5 separate regions of the Mus musculus genome follow, and regions 2, 3, 4 and 5 are each linked to region 1. The links are chromatin contacts, called in public Hi-C, HiChIP or PLAC-seq and promoter capture Hi-C maps. All regions are on one chromosome and are shown on one strand. Each heading gives the region's core, a stretch centred on a gene start, on an enhancer-like site or on the middle of the called end of the contact. The rest is flanking DNA. Distances are from core to core; before and after follow the strand shown. Region 1 holds the start of Uba5 (ubiquitin-like modifier activating enzyme 5). Region 2 holds the start of Rab6b (RAB6B, member RAS oncogene family). Region 3 overlaps Rab6b (RAB6B, member RAS oncogene family). Region 4 holds the start of Trf (transferrin). Region 5 holds the start of 5830418P13Rik (RIKEN cDNA 5830418P13 gene).

Region 1 (2,797 bases), core at 140-2,639:
TGGAACTTTACCTACGTTTAAAACTACCCAGGTTTTAGCCTCACTGCTTATAGCCTTAGAGACTTGCTGGGGAGGGACCTAATGCCACAGATTCTATTGTATACTGCAGTCCATCTAAAATAGCTCCCTACACTTTTCTCACCTCCAGGATGAGAGAAAATGATCAGCAATCCCCTAGGACCGTGGTGAGAAGAAACATACATGTAACGGGAGGTCTAACAGCATGCTGCCGACTGTGGTCGTCTACGAGGTTTGCCATGCACGACTGCTGTTCTAAGAACTGCACATAAACTGCTTCAGTCTTCAGAACTATGGCGGAAACAGGCGTTCCTGTGGCCCCACTTACAGGGAACAATCTCACCCAGAAGTTCAGCAGCTGTTAGAAACCGTTCTAAGTTACTGACTACTCAGTAAGCTGAGAAGTGAAGCCACTCAATCTTCTAAGCCCATTTAAGGAGAGCAAAGAGGAGGGGTCAGGAGCCCTGGCAAAGCCAATATTCAGGGATATTCGTGAGCACCCTAGTAACTAACTCTCCCTCACCCTGCTCCATCTAAGTTACACCAAGAGGCATTTAGGAAACGGTGCTCTATCCTCGGCGACTTTACATGAGATATTATACTCTGACAGAGCTTTCTATGCATCAGCCGATGCAGAGCCAGGTAGACTAATAAAGATAATGGTGACAGGAAACTGGGTACAGGACAGCAGGCAGAAGAGCTCCACCATATGGATGGATGGCTTGGATTGTTTGTTTTTTTTTAATAAAATGTTATTTTCCTTCCTTGCAGAAAAAAAGGGGTCTCACTACACAGCCCAAAGTGGCCTACAACTCCTGTAGCCCAGACTGACCTGGACCTCACGACAACCCCCTCTACCTCACCCTCCCGAATGCTACGATGAATCGTGAGCCAACTCGCTTGGTGAAGAATATCTTCTGACTAGCATAAGACATGGCCTTGCCCATCTGGGAACTGGACCTCCACAGCAGGAAAGGAGCGGCAGGAGGCCGGCTGAATCCCTCGCGCGGAGCGTGGCCCTGCCCGCCCCGTCATGGATCACCTGTAGGGATTGGAATCCAACACCTCGTCGCTCATCTCCTGGATGCGGGTCCGGCCGCAGTGGCCGTCCCCTCCAGAGCGCCGGGTTCTCTCCCGGGCGAGTTCCTGCTCCAGCTCCTCAACCCGCTGTCGCAGCCGCTCCACCGAGTCGGCCATGGCTGGGCTCCCGGTGGCCTCCGATCCCAGGCCGGACCGCCGCCGTCGCCGTCGTCGCCGCCTCCCCACGCTGCCTCGCTGGGCCCACGAAGCGCAGGAGGAACAGACACAGCCTTCCAGGTCCAGACACCGGCGAAGCGGCTCCAAGGCTCCCAGTAAGACACGTCTCCGGCACGCCCACCGGGCTTCCGGCGTGCCACTTCCGGTGCGCCGCCGCCATCGCTCCGCTCGGTAAAAAAAAAAAAAAAATAATAATAATAAATAAAAACACTCCTCAAAACACTTAGCTTTCTTCTCTAGAACCAAGACCCAGGTCTCAGCAGAGCCAGCATCATATGTGTCCAGATCAAGTCGACGGCCATTCCGTCTTTCCTATCTAGGAGGCCATGAGAAACACCAGGGTCTTTTAATGCAGGCTCAAGGTTCTGGCGGACTCTCTTCTTGCACGGACCGCACAGGTCTTCCGCTGGCGCGTCCTTAGTCTAGGGTGACAGCTGTTTGTCTTCATTCGCCAGAGTCACGTTTGCGACCTTGTTTTTCTATAAGACTGAGGACTCCAGCTCTGACGCTGAGGGTAAATTCTAAGTCTGGTCCCACAACAGGCAATTCTTTTATTTCTCCACCAGACTCCGAGTCCCAGACTCCGCCTCCCACATGGCTTTGCAGCAACACTGCCCAGAGTCCCGGTGATTGGCTTCTCCTAAGCCCCGCCCGACCACGCCCCCCCCCCCCCCCCCCCAAGTGCCGGTCTCCTTTCTGCCTTGGCGCAACCTCCGTACAGTCTGTGGATTCCTCGGTGACAACAGTGGCGGTCATGGAGACGGATGTCACCAGTGACACCGTGGAAGTGCTACCCCAGCACAAGTTCGACCTCAGGTCCCTGGAGGCCTACCTGAATCAGCACTTGCCGGGCTTTGGGTCAGATTCCCGGGCTGTGCTGACTGTTACTCAATACAGGTATCAACCATAGCCTTTGCCTCCTGGGAACATGTCTGTGCTTGGTGCTTCGCTTCCTTTGGCCCTGGGTGGGTGTCTCATTTGCCCGGTCGGGATTTCTTTCCCTGCAAGGATGCTTCCTGGATAATTTGTACTCGAATCCCAGGCTAGTCTGAATTAGAGGGCAGGAGCAGAGGTGCAGTATCCATTATGCAGTGCAGTCTTGTTAAGGACTAAAATTATGTGTCTAATTCACCGAGAGTGTTGCGGCTGAACACTCTTGAATTCCTAATAGATATCTTCTGTGACCTTCTGTGCTACAATCTAAAGATCAGTTTCTGAGGGGCTGGTGCCATTTTGTTTAATTGACCTTAGTCACCTGGGGCTAGGTTAATAATACCAGCTAAAATATACCAATTCGATTCTAGACATTCCACTTCACTGTTTTTAGCACCACTTAAGGCCTAAGTTCTTGAAGCAAGGGAATTAAACGGGAGGAGGTGACTCCAAGAATACCTTTCCCCACTGACAAGTGAATCTGGTTTTAGTCTGGTGTTTTGTAAATAGAGAGGGTATTTTTTGTTTGGTTTTTGATTTTTGTTTTTTTTTTACTTTTATACAGTTCCAGTATAAAACCATTTCATAT
Region 2 (2,797 bases), core at 180-2,679, 950 kb before region 1:
TCGAGCATTCAGCAACTGTTTCCTAAACTCTAGGTGAAGTGGAACCTCAGCTGCTTCCATGGAGTTTCCTGTGAGGGCTCAATGTGCGGTGGGAGACTCTAGTGGGTACATTCGGGGTAAATTCATAAGTGTCCCCTGGGAAATCCGTAGGCACGGGTGTGTGTGTGTGTGTGTGTGTGTGTGTGCATTTCACTCCTGGCTTGCTTTGTGTAACATACACTACACATTCCAAACAGTCCCAAACAAACATTCCCTGAATGGCCAGAGAAGGTCAAGACCAGCAAGTGGCTGGAGAGGAAGAGGGGAGGGGCTTTGTAAAGCCTCAATTAACCCGATGCCTTAGAGTGTACTGCTTGGGGACTGCGTTTAACCTTAGTCTGGCGTCTACTCCTTGCTCTCACGCTACTGTGTGTGCCCTGCAAACTTAGAGGTCGCTCTCTTATACTCTTGTAGCTCATTACCCGAATAAACCTAACTAGCAGGGCGCAGGAGTGTGGTTGGGCTGACGGTCTCAGGATCAAAAGAGGCAGGGCATTGTCTTTGGGTTAGTGGAGCTGTCTTCTACCAGGCAGGTTAGGTTTCAAACCCTAGTAGGCATATCCTGTAAGGGTGTCTTCTCTCTCACTGGCCAGCTCCTCTGGGGACAACCACAGATCCCCTCCGCATGAAGAGTCTGAGCCTAGCTAGATAGGAGGTAAGCTAGAGGCCAGCAGGGGCCACCGAGGAGCCATACCCCAGGTCTGAGCCAGGTATCCGCACATCTTCCTACTCACCACCACACCACACACTGACCCTTTCCTATGTTCCCGCCCTGTCTGACCATCTATCTGGGTCTGAGACGGAAGAAGGGAACCGCATTTAGGTGTCAAAGACCAGAAACAAATGTCCTCTTGACCAAGTCCTGTCTTTTTTTTTTCCCCCTAGGTGGGTGGGTGAGACAGAAGCAGCAGGGCAGAGCAAGACGCTCCAAAGAGGGCACCTCTCTTAGGCTCAAGAGGAGGTGGCTCTCCGGAGCCGGCTGCCCGGGTGGGGGCTGGATGGCGCACGCCCCCCAAGCCCCGCAAACCCACGGGCTCCGCATGACATCAGAGGCTTGGGAGCGCGCAGAGCGCAGGCGCGGGCGGAGCAGGCGGGCGGGAGGGGGCGCGTGGCGCTGCTCGGAGAGCGCTCCTCCGCCCAGCTCGGTCCCTGCGCCCCGCTCCGCCCGTGCCTCGCTGCCCGCGCCGAGCTTCGGGCGTCCACAGCGCGCCCGTCGCCCGTGCAGCCAACGCCACCCAGGGCTGCGCCGCGCACCCCGCCTCCTCCCTTTCCGCCGTCGCCGCCGTCGGACACGCAGCCGCAGGCCGGGGCCCGGCCGCAGCTGGGGAGTCAGGGGCGCGCGCAGCCAGCCCTTCCCCCTCCGGCTCCCGCACCGCTCGCCGCCTCCCCTCGCCCTCCTCCTCTCCCCTCCCTGCTCCTTCACCGCTTCCTCCTCCTCCTCCTCCTCCTCGCCCGGCCCCAGCTGCCAGCACCATGTCCGCAGGGGGAGATTTTGGGAACCCGCTGCGAAAATTCAAGTTGGTTTTCCTAGGGGAGCAGAGCGGTGAGTACTCGGCTTATTCTCTCGGCTCGGAGCCGAGTCTTTTCCCCACGCCGCCCATTCAGCCACCCCACTAGGGACCCTCCCAGCCCTGGCTCGCCAAGGCCCTTCCACGCCCCGGTAGAGGAGAGGGATGCAGATGGGGAGATGGGGCTGGCTCGGGTGGGGCCGGGCTGGGGAGGACCAAGGGGGAAAGGAAGAAGGTGGTTCTGGGGGTCAAGGGATGAGGGTGAGTGTGAGATCTGGGTACGGGTACCCGGTGCAGGTGCGTCCGGGAGGACCGAGGGCGGCGGCTGGCTCACCCGCTCTAGGCGCCGGGCTCGCGGGCTCGCTGACTAGCTCGCACTGCGGCACAGGCTGCGGAGCACTGTGCAGGTGTCTGGGTGCCGGCGAGGGTGTGGGCGAAGGGACAGGAGCCTCTCTTGGGAGAACGAGGTGGGGCTGGGAGCTGGTTGCCCCCACCCCAAGGTTGCGCCCGAGGGGCTCCCTGCGGACCCTGCCTGGAATCTAGGGAAAGGACGCGTCCAGCTCTGGAGCAGATTGCTGCTGGGAAATGGGGAACACGACACCTGTCCCTTTTCGAAAAGAGTGGGTGCAAGTGGTAGGGTAACTGGGCACTTAGCTTCTCTGGCTTACATCCGACTGGGCAGAAGGTTCTAGACTCACTGTCCTTCACTAATGTGTTAGCCTCTTTGGGGCTTAGGGGTGTGGATCGTGAGAGTGAAGATTCTTCCCATAGCAGGTGACTTGGGGGATGGTACAGAGGCGTCTCATATCTGTGAGCTTGGCACTGGGCAGAGAAAGGCCTAGGCGACACGCCCTGCCTGGCTTCCCTGCCCCCTCTAGAGAGCATCAGTGGAGCCGGTGGATTCTCCCACCCCCCATCTCCCAGCTCACCGCCCTTCTTGGGGGAGGGGAGGTCACCGTGGCAGCCAGCCAGAGCCTAAGGAGGGGGAGAGTAAGGGTTTCTTTGCTGCCCAGGAGTCTCCCCTCCCAAGTATCTGACACCCAGGTTGGTCCAAGGTGGGAAGCTCAGACAGAAGAGCAGCGACCCCTCTGATACCTGTGGGAAGGAGTACCTCCTTGAGAGCCTCGGTCCAGGAGTCACATAACCAGGGGGTTACAGACATAAGCTGGGCTTCTGAGCATTTCTGCTGGAAGAGAGGGGGATCCCGGGGGGGGGGGGGGCGGGATTCCCAGCTCTAGCTCTGTAAACCA
Region 3 (2,797 bases), core at 135-2,634, 880 kb before region 1:
TGCTAGTATGAGAGATCTTGGATGCTGTGCCTCTGCTCCAGGCGATGGGTGTCACTGAGCCGGCTTAGGGATGCCATTCTGCTGAGCAAGGGGTGAGGTGGCTCAGAGGGGCACCTGGGAAAGATGAGAAGACCCCAGTGAGGCCTGTGCTCGGGACCAGCAGTGAAAGCCAGGACCTGGAGTGTCCTGGGATCAGTGGGGACCACCACAGAACCACAGTTAGCAGAGACTAGCATCACGGTGGTCTAGGAAGCGTTTGTAGAGATGTAGGGAGCAGAGGAAAAGGACCATGGGATGGGAGAGGGCAAAGCTGAGCTGAGGGGGAGGGGGAAGGAAGCAAGTTTACTTATGTGTACTCTCCAGTGGCATCAGGCATGTGGGGGTAAGTACACACACACATACCAGCAAGGTAGCACTGTATGTTTTTCTGTAAGCACACATACAAGATAGAAGGTAGGGAGAAAAATCAAACTGAAAATATATACCGTGCTGTGTGATTGACAGAAAGCATAAAATACTGGCTGCAAGCCAAGTAAAACAGCCAAGGCAAAGAGACAATGAAATTCAGGGTATGTTATGCCAAAAGAACCTCATATGTTACCCCCAAAGACGGGACACAGAGACATCCTTAGAATGCTAGCAGCAAGCTCCATTGCCACCCCACCCCACTCAGCCCAGCCAAGGATCTGGGTGGGGCTGGAGAGCATCCAAGGGCTTGGTGCACAGTAGTGGTGAGATGTCCTGGCTGGAGGCAACGCTAAAGTCTTGTACAATCAGTTAGTCTGGGTTTGTAGCCAGAGATGATGGGAAGGTACAGGCTGCCCTGCACTTTGCATCCGCTCCTCTGGTGTTCTTGGCAAGTGTGATTCAGCCCCCAGCCCCCAGAATGCTGTAGAAAGGGGCTGTTTAGTCCGTGGATGCAGCTTCTCACTGTAACGGCCTTGAGAAGTAAGGACCACCACCTCACATCCTCCTGTACTTTATGATATGGACACTCAATTCTGATCCTGGCCAGGGGACTCTTCCCTCCCAGGCGCTTTGGGGGAGGGCCAGCCGTTAACCAGCTGGTTGCTAACCATCTATTGCTAGATGCTGGAGTTGAAGCACAGTTTATCTGTCACCGGAGGAAGCTTCTAGCCAGACTCTGCCTGGCCTCTCTCTGTGTGGTGTTGATAGTGAGATCACAGCCCGGTTCACACTGGGTCGACAGTTTTGAGGGGCGGGGTGCAGGCAGGTAGAGACAGGAGAGAAACGGGTGGGAAGCAGTTCCTTCCTACTCCAGCCGAGCGAAGAGCTGAGGCTGTGGGTTTGCAGAGAGAGAGCATGGCGTCTTGGTGAGCGGCACTTCTTCCTTAGCCCGCCTCCTACAGTGATTGACATCAAGCTGGACAAGCCTCAGGAGCCCCCGGCCAGCGAGGGCGGCTGCTCCTGTTAATGCACCGCCCACTCGGCTTCCTCAGCGCCACTCACTTGTTTTGCCTCCTATAGCTTCCTAACGGGGTGGGAACTGAGTTTATCAAGACTGGAGGATCTTTCTTTTCTCTCTCTCTCTCTCTCTAGGAGTAGGGTGGGACATGGGGAGGGAGGCTGGGCATCAGGGACCACGTCACTCTTAACAGCTGTTACCTAAACAACTATTTTTTGGTTTGGTTGTAATATATTGTACTTTATTAAGATTGCCAAAAACTGTTAAAATTTAAAAAAAAAATTTAAATCATGTGTATACAACTTTTTGCCAGATTAGAAAAGTAGTCATTTTTATTTGAAAGAAGTGCTTTTTTGTTTGTTTGTTTTTGTATATTTGTAAACTTACAGAGAACCTCTCCACACACTTCTTCCTTCCTGTTCTCTTGGAACTGTGTGTCACCTCTATTTTCCTCCTACCCCCGCCCCCCCCAGCCCAGAAAATTAAAGCAATTAACTGAACAGTAGTAATTACATTCTAGTTCTGGGTCACATGGCCCAAACCAACCAAACCCGCACTCCACAGTCAAATCCAACTTTAATCTAACAAAACAGCCTCTGAGGGGGTATTGTCGAGTTCTTCCCTGGCAGAGTGGGACACATTGGCAGGCCCCTGAGAGGAGATGAAGGCCCGTGGACTGTAGATTCAGCAGCAGCTCCTTGGCTGCTTCCGCCTCTTCTCCTTCCCTGAAAAAAATAACCATAGAGCCAGAAAGCACAGGCAACAGTGTGTTCTCTGGGCTGACCCGGTGACAGACAGCAAGAAGTTACTGGAAGGATGGGGTGCGCTTGGCAGCTGAGGGCTGAGGCAGTGTGTAATCTACTGGCCCAACCATTGACACACATGGTTAGGCTGACTCGCCAACTCAATGTGTGATGCTGGGTGGCTCAGGGACACTGAAGCCTAGGGCACCTGCCATCACTGCAACTACCATTGAGGAAGTGAGAGGAGTCGGCCATGACTCCGGACACTCCATGTTGTCAGACCCTTGGATACTAATCTTGCCGAACGTTGTTCTGGAAAAGCTGATTCCTTGATGTGTCCTCACCTCTGGCGTGGTACGTTTGAAATCTTTGTATGAATACCTTTGGGAGTGTTGGCAGCTGCACTGCACGCATCTTGGAGTCACTGTGGGGTTTCCAGAAGGCTGCTGCCCCAGGGTACTGCAACTTGCCCCCCAGCAGGCTGTCCTTGCTATTTCCACTCATTCCCCAGACTGAAGACCTTCAGAGTCTCTTAGCAGAGTGCTCTTCTCAAAGCAGAATAGCTCTTATATTCTAAACGCTCCCGGACTCACTGCCCCTGTCTGCCTTTGGGCAGGCCTGGGGCAGT
Region 4 (2,797 bases), core at 188-2,687, 830 kb before region 1:
ACAAAGGGCAACGTGCGGTGTCTCCCGCTATTACTCTCTGCCTGATTTTTTTGGAGACAGTGTCTTTCACTGAATCTGAGCCTTGCTGGTTCCACTAGATTGTCTGGCCAGAAAGTCCCTGGGATCTTCCTGTGTTTGCTTCCCCAGGGCACTGTGGGTTCCCTGGGATCTTCCTGTGTCTGCTTCCCCAGGGCACTGCGGTACCCAGCTTTTTACATGGTTGCTGGGGTTCTGAATTTAGGTCCTGGTGTTTGCATGCTAAGCATCTGCCCAGTTGTACCATCTCCCCAGCTGGGTCACCACTGAAATCCACACGATGGAGAGATGCCGTCTGTGGGACCTGGCACTCCTAGCTCTTGTCACATCCCTTCCCTTTCGGGCAATTCAGCAGGGCTGACTTACTGACTCAGCAAGCCCACAAATCACTAAGCATGGATCGGGGTGGGTGAGGCCAATGGACCTCAGGATGGATGAGGAAGGACAACAGGGAGACTGATCGTCCCCAGCTCCTTCCCTTTAGTTCACCGTGGCCAGAGGGATAGACGACCTCTCTAGCCTCTTCAAACTAGTTCGTCTAACTTGTAAATTTTGACCTTGGTCCGGTGTCACTGTGCATAGCCACACAAGGTGTCCTGAGCTAACAAGCACGGAAGCCTGTTTCAGGCTGACAGTTGTTAGGGATGACAAATCACTCAAACTAGACAGCCCCAACACTGTGACAAATGCTAACTACAGTCCAACTGGAGCAGGCATTTGGGTCTTTGAGACCCCCCCCCCCTCTGGTGAGGAGTCAGCAGGATGCAGGACTGGGACCTGTGACCTCACCCTCACCTGACCCTCCCAGGCATGTGCGGTAACAAGCAAGACCCGTCGCAGGAGAAATACAGGTATGATTTGAACCCCAGAATTCTGGCTTCAAATCCCACACCCTAGTCTAAGCCACCAGCGCCAAAGGCATCCAAGGAGGCATCAGACAAAGGAGAGATAGCAGGATTAGATCTCAGGAAGTTGTGACTACCACACCATGCTGTTTGGACTATACTGAGGCCCCGGGATAGCGCCTGGGTAAACTGGTTAAAAGTTTTCTAACATCGCGTATACCATATCTTCAAATTACTGGACATAGGGGAGACAGCGTGATGAGGATAGTGAAAGGTAGAGACTGAATCAGAGCCCCAGATGCATGTGGATCCACGTTGTTCCTACGCTATGGAAGATGAAGATACCACAGAGAAGAAGCAAGGGGCTGGAAGCTGGGACTTCCAGCTTTAGCTCCTAAGGGTTGCATACATAGCCAGCCAGTCATCCCCTGCACGCACACTCACCCAGGGCAGCGCAGGCCAGCAGGGCACCCACGGTGAGCCTCATCCTCTCGGTGTGTGTGTGGCGAGGAGCGGGGAGTACAGACCGACCCGCTTCTGCGCCGCCTGCCCGTGGCCCGCTCGCCTTTATGCACGGAGGGAGGGGGCCGGCTGGGCGCAATCTTTGACCTCTTGTGTTTGCGCAGTCCAATTGCCCAATCACCCCGCATCCACCCCCTTCCTTTCTTGCCCTGATGATCACCTCATTTCCTGAGCTGTGGGACAGAACTGCGCATGGAATCCACTACCACGACAATCACACACACACACACACACACACACACACACACACACTCACTCAAAAAGCCTGTGTTTAGAAGGAAGCTAAAAGCAGAACCCACTCTTTGTTATCACTGCCTGGAGCAGCATGGTACAGCTGCTTGGGCGGGAGTGGCTTGCTCCCGGGTGCCAGGGCTTCTACTTGCCAACAGCTTCATCAACCTTATAGGGGGGCGGGGGGGGAGACTGAGGCTTGAGCGGAAGGGAAACTGCCTAGGACGGCAGACTAGAACCGGAGAAGGAACCTAACTGGGAAACTTGGCTCAGGTCAGAGAGGCAGCACGCCATGATCCCAGCAACAGTCCGGGGGCAGCTCTCCCTCCCTCTATCCCTGCCAGGCCTGGCCTGCTCTGGAGCTGAAAGCTTCCTGCCCTTGAGCTTCTGGTGAGACAATCCGGGCTAGAAACAGTCACAGGGACAAGAAACTCTCTCCCACTGCCAGGAAGTGGTCAAACTGTGAGGCTCAGAACAAAGGGCCAGTGTAAGCATAAAGAGGATGCTTCCTTTTTTTTGTTGTTGTTATTTTATTTATTTACATTTCAAATGTTATCCTCCTCTGAAAAAAACGCTCTATCCCATTCCCCTTCCCCTGCTTCTATGAGGGTGCTCCCCCACCTCTCACCCCCTCCACCCCAACTTATCTACCCACTCCTGCCTCACCTTCCTAGCATCCCCTTACACTGGGGCATCCATCCACAGGACCAAGGGGCTCTCCTTCTATTGATGCCATTAATAAGGCCATCCTCTCCTACATATGCAGCTGGAGCCATGGGACGGTCCTTCCATGTGTACTCTTTGGTTGGTGGTTTAGTCCCTGGGAGCTGGGGGGGGGTGTCTGGTTGGTTGATATTGTTGTTCTTCCTATGGGTTTGCAAACCCCTTCAGCTCCTTCAGTCCTTGGCCTAACTCCTCCATTGGGGTGCTAGTCTGATGGTTGGCTTTGAGCATCCACCAGTCTGATGGTTGGCTTTGGCTTCCTTGGCATCCTGATACCCCTGATTAAGTAGTCACCAAACTGCTTTGACTGCATTCATCACAGAAACGTTTCGCTTGCACCCTCCATACGTGCCGCCGTTTCAACTCTCACTAGAGTTGTGCATTTCAATCCTGTACATGGACTGGAAGATTCTGAAATGATGAAGTCAAAAAAAAATGGG
Region 5 (2,797 bases), core at 79-2,578, 640 kb before region 1:
AAGGCACTTGTCACCAAGTCTGATGACCTGAGTTTGATCCCCTGGGATTAACATGGTGGAAGGAGAGAACCAACTCCCAAAAGTTGTCCTCTGACTCCACCAGCACCCCGACAAGCTCCTCCCAACAAACACATGGGTGTAATTAAGTAAAAGCTGGTGAGGTGGCCCAAGGGCTTATTGAAGAATGTGTGTAGGGCAGTTAAACAAAGGGCAGTGAACTGGGTGGCACTTACTGAATCCTGTAGTGGAGAAGCAACTGAAATCAGATTTATCTTCATGCCTTTGGGGACAAAATGAATTCAGGGAAGGGGCCATGCAAACTGTACAGTGCCACGTTGCTTTGTTTAGTCCTTGCCCCACCAAGATTGTCAACCCATGAGAACAGAAATGATCTTCCTTATATGGGTATTCCCCCTCCCCCCAGTCTGTCAAAACATTTGAGCATCAATCCATGCTTAAAAGAATTACCAATATCCTTGAAGTACAATTTAAGGACATTGTTATCAAAGGATGTGGGGGTCTCAACGCTAATGGGTGCTATTATGGTATGTGTGTGTGTGCGTGCGTGCGTGCGTGCGTGTGTGTGTGTGTGTGTGTGTGTGTGTGTGTGCGCGCGCACGCGCGCTCTCAAGCACACACCTGGAAACCCAAAATCCATGGAGTTGAGTAGTACGGTGTGGAAAGAGCTTAGGAGGAATCCAGCCAAAGCCCTTTACCCATCTACTCCAGAACAAATGCTCGTCACCACCGGCAGCAGCCTCCCCCACCACCTGTCAGGGAACCACTGCCAACGGGTAATTGTACCGTGATGTTGTGAGAGGAAGTCTGATTTTCAAAAGGCGCTGGCAGAATCCAGGGGCCAGCGGGGCCTTTTCATACCTGCTAACGAAGCCTCATTAGAAGCAGCAGGAGCCTGCGCTGGGAACTGGAAGCAGCCGTCAGTCATGATCTTCCCCTGCCAAAAGGTGATTAACTTTCTGACTCGCGGCACCTGCTCGTGGAGATTTGCAGGGCAGAAGAGTCTAAAACTCGCAGCCCCACTGGGAGAAACCCTTGAGAGGGCGCGCATCTACTCTCCTTGCATACCAGTGGCTTCCAGATTCGGCAAAAACAAACAAACAAACAAACAAACAAACAAAACCCCAGCATGGGGTCCTCTTCACCTTCCAGGCCCTGGGCTGTGTAGAGGTTGGAAACTGAAATCTTGGCTTGGAAATAATAATTAAGGATAATAAGAAAGGCAAGAAGGTCTTGCAGCATCCAATGTCGCTGAGACAGCTGCACTGTCTTCCTGATGGCTTTTGCACCCAGGTGGTTCAATTAGGAGCAGTTCGCAGCGAGCAAGCTAGCAGGGCAGTGGAGGCTTAGCTGAAACGGAGCGTAAGTGGTGTCTTTTCTATTTCTGGACTTCAGACACTGAATTATGTAAAGATATTGTGTAGAGTCTAAGTAACTGGCCTTCTGGGAGACTCGTGGGTTCTCTTTCTTTGGTCCTGCAGGCCAGCAAGGAAATCTACGGGACAGAATCCTAACCAGGACACACCTTGCTTCTTTTAAAAGGTTGTTGGCTTGTTTTGTTTTTTGAGACAGGATTCCTTTGTGTAACAGCCTTGACTGTTCTGAAACTCTTTTTTGTATGTCAGCCTGGCCTTGAACTCACAGAGATCCACCTGCCTCTGCCTCCTGAGTGCTGAGATTAAAGGTGTGCAACCTCACATTCTCGGCTGTTTGTTTTTAAATAAAGGTAAACACTGTTTATTGGTCTTTTTGGGACTTTACATCCATATGAAGGTCTTCAAATGTTCCCACACAGGGATGTATCCCTCTGTTGGGGTAAGTAGCTCACAGTGACAAAGGGACAACGACGGAGCTTATCTTGGTCTAATTCTGTGTAGCAGGCAGGTAACAGAAACAGACGTGTTTGTTTTTGTGGTGTGGTGGTGTGTGGTTTTAGAAGCACTGAGAGCCTGTGGTCCCACACAGGTGGTGGTTTCAGTTGTAATCTGAGGGCAGGAGGGTCTTGCCTTCGTGGGAAGCAGATGCATGAATAGATTTGGCTGGCCCGAGCCTTGAGAGGGCTGGCGTGGGGGGCGGGGGGGGGGGGTGGAGGGCGCTGGCATGTGGATCCCAAAAAAGAAATGTTGAGGCTGTAAATGGGTGAACTACCACAACCTAATTAGTCCCCCATGGGTTGAAACTGATGGAGAGGTGTTATGCTATGGGCAAATGAGATGTGTGTGTGTGTGTGTGTGTGTGTGTGTGTGTGACAGAGAGAGAGAGAGAGAGAGAGAGAGAGAGAGAGAGAGAGAGAGAGAGAGAGATTTGCATGTGACCAGGGTACCCGTCAAGTGCAGAACTTTTGAATGAACAGCCTTTGTGTGTTGATAAAACCAGAACAGTTGACCTTGAGGCAATGATGAGACTGATGGACTCATTTAACAGGCTCAACATGCTGTCTAGAAGCATCCAAGAATGGCTCCCAGTATGGGGGGTGTAGTGTATCATACACACTTAGCATGCATGAGGCCCTGGGTCCTATCCTTTGAACCAACAAAACAAACACACGCACATACTCATGAAACACCAACCCAAATCCCCAAAGAGGCCCTGGGACCTGCAGAGAAAAGGAAGGGTTTCTGCACCACCAGCAAGTTAGCCACAGCAAATGGCAGACTGGGAGCCACACGCAAAGTATTTATTCAGAGAGGCCTCGGTTGTTCAAGCTACAGACTACAGAAATGGGAGCAGAATTCTCTCCACCCCCAGGGAGCTCCGTCTGAGTCAGCTAGGGAGTCCA

The links. A called contact is a pair of places that touch in the nucleus more often than the background predicts. HiChIP or PLAC-seq counts read pairs in DNA pulled down with a chosen protein or histone mark. Capture Hi-C pulls out chosen DNA fragments and counts their contacts.
Region 2: a promoter capture Hi-C map of liver shows a contact between it and region 1. The contact joins the promoter of Rab6b here to the promoter of Uba5 in region 1. A contact is called at or near these places in 1 of 39 promoter capture datasets (pre-B cells), 1 of 15 datasets of contacts at CTCF or cohesin (large pre-B cells), 1 of 484 Hi-C or Micro-C datasets (CD4 T cells), 5 of 115 datasets of contacts at active chromatin or transcription factors (bone marrow-derived macrophages, embryonic hindbrain, large pre-B cells and 2 more) and 1 of 9 other capture datasets (liver).
Region 3: a Hi-C map of erythroblasts shows a contact between it and region 1, with 5 times the contacts expected there. The contact joins the enhancer-like site here to the promoter of Uba5 in region 1. A contact is called at or near these places in 1 of 39 promoter capture datasets (cranial neural crest), 1 of 15 datasets of contacts at CTCF or cohesin (large pre-B cells), 1 of 484 Hi-C or Micro-C datasets (erythroblasts), 4 of 115 datasets of contacts at active chromatin or transcription factors (the 230-238 cell line, fibro-adipogenic progenitors, large pre-B cells and 1 more) and 1 of 9 other capture datasets (liver).
Region 4: an H3K4me3 HiChIP or PLAC-seq map of pro-B cells shows a contact between it and region 1, with 7 times the contacts expected there. The contact joins the promoter of Trf here to the promoter of Uba5 in region 1. A contact is called at or near these places in 2 of 39 promoter capture datasets (liver and pre-B cells), 1 of 15 datasets of contacts at CTCF or cohesin (large pre-B cells) and 4 of 115 datasets of contacts at active chromatin or transcription factors (the 230-238 cell line, the SCID.adh cell line, large pre-B cells and 1 more).
Region 5: a contact with region 1 is called in an H3K4me3 HiChIP or PLAC-seq map of the SCID.adh cell line, with 10 read pairs. The contact joins the promoter of 5830418P13Rik here to the promoter of Uba5 in region 1. A contact is called at or near these places in 4 of 39 promoter capture datasets (the C10 cell line, cranial neural crest, hippocampal neurons and 1 more) and 3 of 115 datasets of contacts at active chromatin or transcription factors (the SCID.adh cell line, large pre-B cells and stem cell-derived neural progenitor cells).

The regions. Positions count from the first base shown.
Region 1 is chr9:104,061,732-104,064,528 of GRCm38.p6, forward strand. It overlaps Uba5 (ubiquitin-like modifier activating enzyme 5), which reads right to left and starts at 1,390. Exons shown (of 12, transcript NM_025692.3): 1 at 1,061-1,390. The coding sequence starts at 1,215. Acad11 (acyl-Coenzyme A dehydrogenase family, member 11) reads left to right here and starts at 1,993. Exons shown (of 20, transcript NM_175324.4): 1 at 1,993-2,172. The coding sequence starts at 2,030.
Region 2 is chr9:103,110,645-103,113,441 of GRCm38.p6, forward strand. It overlaps Rab6b (RAB6B, member RAS oncogene family), which reads left to right and starts at 1,430. Exons shown (of 8, transcript NM_173781.4): 1 at 1,430-1,582. The coding sequence starts at 1,513. It overlaps Gm46128 (a long non-coding RNA gene), which reads right to left and starts at 2,623. Exons shown (of 2, transcript XR_001779270.2): 1 at 1,882-2,623.
Region 3 is chr9:103,179,812-103,182,608 of GRCm38.p6, forward strand. It overlaps Rab6b (RAB6B, member RAS oncogene family), which reads left to right. Exons shown (of 8, transcript NM_173781.4): 8 at 1,371-2,797. The coding sequence ends at 1,435. Among named protein-coding and RNA genes, the nearest start is that of Srprb, 21 kb to the right of the region's middle. Within about 2 kb of position 1,385, at least 226 of the 459 cell types and tissues checked have an H3K27ac peak or open chromatin away from gene starts, as enhancers often do. A contact at or near this core is called in erythroblasts, fibro-adipogenic progenitors and pro-B cells, where this site is marked.
Region 4 is chr9:103,228,849-103,231,645 of GRCm38.p6, forward strand. It overlaps Trf (transferrin), which reads right to left and starts at 1,438. Exons shown (of 17, transcript NM_133977.2): 1 at 1,326-1,438. The coding sequence starts at 1,368.
Region 5 is chr9:103,422,250-103,425,046 of GRCm38.p6, forward strand. It overlaps 5830418P13Rik (RIKEN cDNA 5830418P13 gene), which reads left to right and starts at 1,329. Exons shown (of 6, transcript NR_040466.1): 1 at 1,329-1,380. Bfsp2 (beaded filament structural protein 2, phakinin) reads right to left here. Exons shown (of 7, transcript NM_001002896.3): 7 at 2,675-2,797.